Regions from separate parts of the Mus musculus genome. Here region 1 is linked to region 2. Evidence: chromatin contacts called from public promoter capture Hi-C data. All regions are on one chromosome and are shown on one strand. Each heading gives the region's core, a stretch centred on a gene start, on an enhancer-like site or on the middle of the called end of the contact. The rest is flanking DNA. Distances are from core to core; before and after follow the strand shown.

What was found. Capture Hi-C pulls out chosen DNA fragments and counts their contacts.
Region 1: a promoter capture Hi-C map of adipose tissue shows a contact between it and region 2. The contact joins two enhancer-like sites. A contact is called at or near these places in 1 of 484 Hi-C or Micro-C datasets (nephron progenitors), 1 of 115 datasets of contacts at active chromatin or transcription factors (microglia) and 1 of 9 other capture datasets (adipose tissue).

Annotation. Positions count from the first base shown.
Region 1 is chr1:34,471,645-34,474,502 of GRCm38.p6, forward strand. Ptpn18 (protein tyrosine phosphatase, non-receptor type 18) reads left to right here. Exons shown (of 15, transcript NM_011206.2): 10 at 1-74; 11 at 168-257; 12 at 459-547; 13 at 1,119-1,324; 14 at 1,691-1,765; 15 at 1,935-2,140. The coding sequence ends at 2,002. Among named protein-coding and RNA genes, the nearest start is that of Gm32566, 11 kb to the right of the region's middle. Within about 2 kb of position 1,562, at least 205 of the 459 cell types and tissues checked have an H3K27ac peak or open chromatin away from gene starts, as enhancers often do. A contact at or near this core is called in adipose tissue, where this site is marked.
Region 2 is chr1:34,286,518-34,289,302 of GRCm38.p6, forward strand. Dst (dystonin) reads left to right here. Exons shown (of 103, transcript NM_001276764.1): 88 at 670-864; 89 at 1,374-1,502. Among named protein-coding and RNA genes, the nearest start is that of Gm26788, 110 kb to the left of the region's middle. Within about 2 kb of position 1,429, at least 9 of the 459 cell types and tissues checked have an H3K27ac peak or open chromatin away from gene starts, as enhancers often do. A contact at or near this core is called in adipose tissue, where this site is marked.

The DNA.
Region 1 (2,858 bases), core at 312-2,811, 190 kb after region 2:
TCCCTCCCAACTTCAGTCTCTTCCAAGTGGTCCTGGAGATGCGGAAACAGCGGCCTGCAGCAGTGCAGACAGAGGTATGTGCTTGCCCCGTCTTCCTGTTCCTAAGGACGAGGGAGGTTTGCTTAGCTTCCCAATCTCCCCTTCTCAATGACCACTCACCCCAACAGGAGCAGTACAGGTTCCTGTACCACACAGTGGCTCAGCTATTCTCCCGCACTCTCCAGGACACCAGCCCCCACTACCAGAACCTCAAGGAGGTACAGAGCCCCCAATTTCACCCTTTCTGCCAGCCATCAACACCTATACCCTTCTTGGGAACAGCAACCGACTTACTGTGAAAGGCACCTTTGCCTCCTCAGAGCTCCTTCCCCAGGCTGTTCCCTAAGCTCACCTAGGCACCCACAGTGACCTGCAGCAGGGCTATGGCCTCAGGACCGACCCTGCCTGCTTCCCTGCAGAACTGCGCTCCAATCTGCAAGGAAGCCTTCTCCCTCAGGACCTCCTCAGCCCTGCCTGCCACATCCCGGCCACCAGGAGGGGTTCTCAGGTACTGGGCTCACTCTGTCCCTGGAAAATCAACCTCTACAGTCTGGGTTAGCTTTTCCCTTGGTCTTCCAGAAGGTAATTAATTAGGCAAGTACATTTTTAAAGAATTTCAATCTCTCTCTCTCTCTCTCTCTCTCTCTCTCTCTCCCTCTCTCTCTCTCTCTCTCTCTCTCTCTCTCTGTGTGTGTGTGTGTGTGTGAGAGAGAAAGAGTATGTGAGTCCTTACCTTCCACGTGTTTTGAGAAACAGTCTCACTGTGTACATCAGAGCTTCTGGGGACTCACCTGTCTCTGTCTCATTGTAGGAGGGTTGGGGTCTCACACACTCTACCACATGCGTCCTCCCTAGTCCCACTTGCCAATCTGGCCCTGTCCCTCCTGCTGTGGGGATTCTAGGGACACGGAACCTCTACTTTCTGCCCTCAGGTGGCCCGCCCCTTCCCTCCTTTCCTGCTCTGAAGACTGGGGCAGGCAGGAAGGAAGCCCGTAGCCTGGGCTGAGCTTGCTCCCCCCCCCCCGCCCCCCTCCCTTGTGCTAAGCGCTTTCACTTCCTCTGCTTGTTGCCCGCTGCAGGAGCATCTCGGTGCCTGCGCCCCCGACCCTCCCCATGGCTGACACTTACGCTGTGGTGCAGAAGCGTGGCGCTTCGGCGGGCACAGGGCCGGGGCCGCGGGCGCCCACCAGCACGGACACCCCGATCTACAGCCAGGTGGCTCCACGTGCCCAGCGACCGGTGGCACACACGGAGGACGCACAGGGGACAACGGCACTGCGCCGAGGTGAGTTGAGGCCCTCCGGGGGTGTGGAGCTGAGGACAAGTACCTATTAGCAACTTTCCCGCTCTCCTAAGGCTCCCGAGGGTCTAAGCGCTGCTCGGAGGTCAGCCCCAGATCCAGCATGGCCACGCCCCTAGGCTACTAAACGTCGGGGTTCAAGCCCCAAAATGAGCCCCAGGTCAGGTCTCAATTGGGAGACTGGGCTGTCTAACCCAAGGCCCCAAAGACAGACCTCCGAACTTGGACACGCCCATGGACACGCCTCCTACCGCTACCTCGGGAAGGGAAATCGGTAGCTATGCTGCTCTAGAGTCCCTGGAACTCTTAAAAGCAGCTTGAGCTGACCCATAGGGGTTCTCCTGCCCTCAGTTCCTGCGGACCAAAACTCTTCCGGGCCTGATGCCTACGAAGAAGTAACAGATGGAGCACAGACTGGAGGGCTAGGTAAGTCAGAGCCTAGGGTGCAGCTTTGGAGAGCCCCAGGACTTCGGGAGTTCGGGCTGGGGCACTGGACTCAGGTTCTCCTTCATATACCTGGATCTGGAGCGGTGTGGGTTTGGAGGAGGTTACCCTGTCACTCCTTAGCTTCTGCATGGAGCCCTTCTTCCCTTAGGCTTCAACTTGCGCATCGGAAGGCCCAAAGGGCCCCGGGATCCTCCAGCAGAGTGGACACGGGTGTAACGAGTGCTGTGCCAGTTATAGCCTGCCACTCGGTGGTGGCTGGACTCCTGGAACCACCATACTGCTGTGCAGTGTGTTATGTATGAGTGGGACTTGTGGGCCTGATTCAAAATAAAAGTTTCTCAGGGCAGAAAAAAATAGGGGCTTTGTTCCAGTGATTCTAGCAGTCAAAGACTGGGGCTAAGAGAGGTAAGTGGGGGAGGTGGTGGATCTATTCTGAGACAATTTAAGGAAGCAGGTCAGGAGTGGCCATCACCACCCTCCTCCCCGTACACCTACCGGAGAGTGCATCCCAGACAGAGTCCTAGCTCACAGAGCCCTCAGCAGGTGCCTATCAGGATCAACAAGCTGACCTCCAGCTAGAGACACGTCTAGATAGATCCTCAGATAAACTTGCAATGAGCTAGAAAGATCTCTGGCTGGTCAGAGAAATGGAACACCAGCCAGGTAAATAGGGTGCCATCCAGAAAGACAGAACTTCCAGCCCTGACTTTCCTTGAGATGCAAGAAAGTAGATCCTTCAGAACAAACATATGCACGATGCTCCAGACCCCGATCCTGCCCCAACCCCACCCCCAACCCCACCCCGCCCCACTGCCACAATGTCACCAACACAGGAGGGTCTGTATGGCAGTTGTTCATCCAGTCAGTCCTGGCTATGCTTTCTCCAGGCTCTTGCAATTCCTGTCTTGAATCTGATGAAGGCTCCTACCATGAACTTGCGTATCTAGGCAAACATTAAAATGATTTTCGTAGAATTCAGTGAGGAGTGAGCCAAAAACTCAACTCAAGAGCCTTATGTGGCTTCATGGATCTCAGACCACAGCCAGCTGCAGGCTCCCAGGTTCATGGCGGT
Region 2 (2,785 bases), core at 179-2,678:
CAAAAGGTTTCCAATGAGATGACTCTAAACTGTGAAGTCACGGGTTGGTTCTTAAGGTGCTTCGGGGAATGGCTTATTATAGAGAAAAGGACCACATGACTCTCTTAGATTCGTTGGTCTTTCCGGACCCAGTAACGTGCACCAGGCTTGTTCAGTCCTGGCTCTGTAGCTTGTCTCTCAGAATGGTAGGTAATCAGCCACACTGACTGTGAGGGTCTGGTATTCTCTACTGCATGACTCAAAAGAAAGGGAATTTAATGTACTGTGTGTGTGTCTGTGTGTGTGTCTGTCTGTCAGGGGTGTGTGTCTGTCTATCTGTCAAGGGTATGTGTGTGTGTCAGGGGTGTGTGTAATTGAAATTGAGAAGGCCGATCACTATTATTTAAATCTAATATACTTATATATTTATATTGTAATCTTATATATTTCATTTTTTAATCCTAAATTAAATATTACTGAATATAAACAAAATCTATTCAAAACAGTGTTAAGTCCTTAAAGAGGAACCATGAGCTAGACTCAGTCAAAAGTATAGTCATTCAGATCTGTGGTCCTCAGATGTATGTATGTGGTGTCTTATATACATCCATCTCTCATGACAACGCACTTGGCTATTTAGGTTCTGTACTGAAAAGTAACCTGTGATGAAGGTCAGTATGGTTTCTCCAGGTCTTCCAGAAAGAGCTGGGGAAGAGGACCAGCAGCGTGCAGGCCCTGAAGCGCTCTGCCAGGGAACTCATCGAAGGCAGCCGAGATGACTCCTCCTGGGTCAGGGTCCAGATGCAGGAGCTAAGCACCCGCTGGGAGACCGTGTGTGCACTCTCCATATCAAAGCAGACGCGGCTAGAGTCAGCCCTGCAACAGGTAAAGTCCACATTACTGAGAGCTCAGTATAGCTGGTGAAGCCCTGCAGTCACAGCAAGGACAGCTCAGGTGGACTAGCGGGGCCAGTCCTCACCCTCATCTTAGACAGTTGTCAAGGAGGTCTCGTCTGTCTCATAACTGTCTGGACCCTTCTTCATGCTTCTCTGGAGAATTCCAAGTACTTAGCAGCAAGTACTTAGCAGGGGTATTTACTAATCTCTGCTTAGTACTGCTTGAATAAGTCACTTGGGAGTCCGACTGGCTGCCTCACACTGAACACTAGGCTGCAAGAACGATGAACTAGGCTTCCTGTGGGCTCCTTGGTATCTTACATCTCTCCTTATATTTTGAAAAGAAAAAAAAAATACCCCTGTCTTCTTAATAGGAGTAATGTGCATAATTAATTCACACTAAGACTTTTTCACTGGGAGGGGCCATGTGTGGTTCTGTAACGGTCATTAACGGGTATCCCGTGAAATCCTGTTTTCTGCGTGTGTGCTAACTGTTAGGCAGAGGAATTCCACTCTGTGGTCCACACCCTCTTGGAGTGGCTGGCAGAAGCAGAGCAAACCCTGCGTTTCCATGGTGCTCTCCCAGATGATGAGGATGCTCTCCGGACTCTCATTGAGCAACATAAAGTGAGTAACTTCCAGTACAAAACGGGAAACTGAAAAGGGAGAGAGAAGAAGCCCGTGACTGATTGTCGCGAGTATGAGACTGTCTCCCTCCTCCCTGCTTACACACCTGGATAGGCAGCTGTACTTTTTTTTTTTTTATAGTTTTTTTTTAATTAGTTATTTATTTCATTTGCATTTCCAATGCTATCCCAAAAGTCCCCCCCACACGCCCCACCACCCACTCCCCCACCCACCCACTCCCGCTTCTTGGCCCTTAAGATTCCCTTATGAAAGAAAAGTAGTCATTGGAGAACTAGGCTCTCTGCTTTGTGTCTCTGGGCCGCACGATGACCTTCGTAGAGGATCATCCGGTTTCTGACCAGAGTGAGCCCCTTCTGTCGCAATCGTATGTGTACTTCAAGGATGAAACTTCCAAAAGGAGCAGCTTGGCATTTACAGGATATCCCACTAGAACTGTGTCTTAATAGTTTTTACATCTGCATGCAAAGTAAGCAACTCATTTAAAGCCTAAACTATAACTCTGCAGCCCCTTTCTCTCTGGGCCTTGTCTTATTCACTTGGCGAGCTTGTGTGTGGCGTGGACCACCATGTGCTTGGGGGGTGGGGGGGTCCAGAAGGCAACGCACAGATGTGTGCCCATGCCTTCTGATGCGTGGATCCTGGGACTCAAACTCAAGCCTTCAGACCCAAGGCACCCCATTCCATTCACTGAGTGGTCTCTCCCGGCCCACTTCTCATTTTTAATCAAGAACCTTATAAAAAATTATTGTAATGAGCTACCCTATAATATAGATTATAAATTTAAAGCATTGGTTTCATAGTGTTGAATGGCTAAGGGGATGGGGGGGGGGGCATGACCTCAGGTCACCAAAGCAAGCTAAGCTCTTTTCTCTAGCAATGCTTGAAACTTGGCCAAAACCACACAAAACTGAAACATGTAACAGATGTTTCTTAACCTTTGACTGGGAACGTCAGATATTCACAGTGCTTACCCCGCCCCCCCCCCCCCAATGCAGTATTGATGTCCGCACATTTCTGATTCACTTGAAAGATTTTTTTTTAAACACCATTTTTTTAAATAACCTTGCCCTTCAAGGTCACGCTGGAAGTCCCTCATTCTGCTGTAGCGTGTGTTACATCATCTGCTTCTGACTTTCATTGCTGCCCTTCCTCAGAGATTGGTTGAGTATAGCAAGGAAACGTTGCCTCCCTGTTGATAGTGGTGCAGGCTTGCCCGGCATGGCCTGGAGGACCAAAGTGCTTTGTACACTGTTTACTACCCG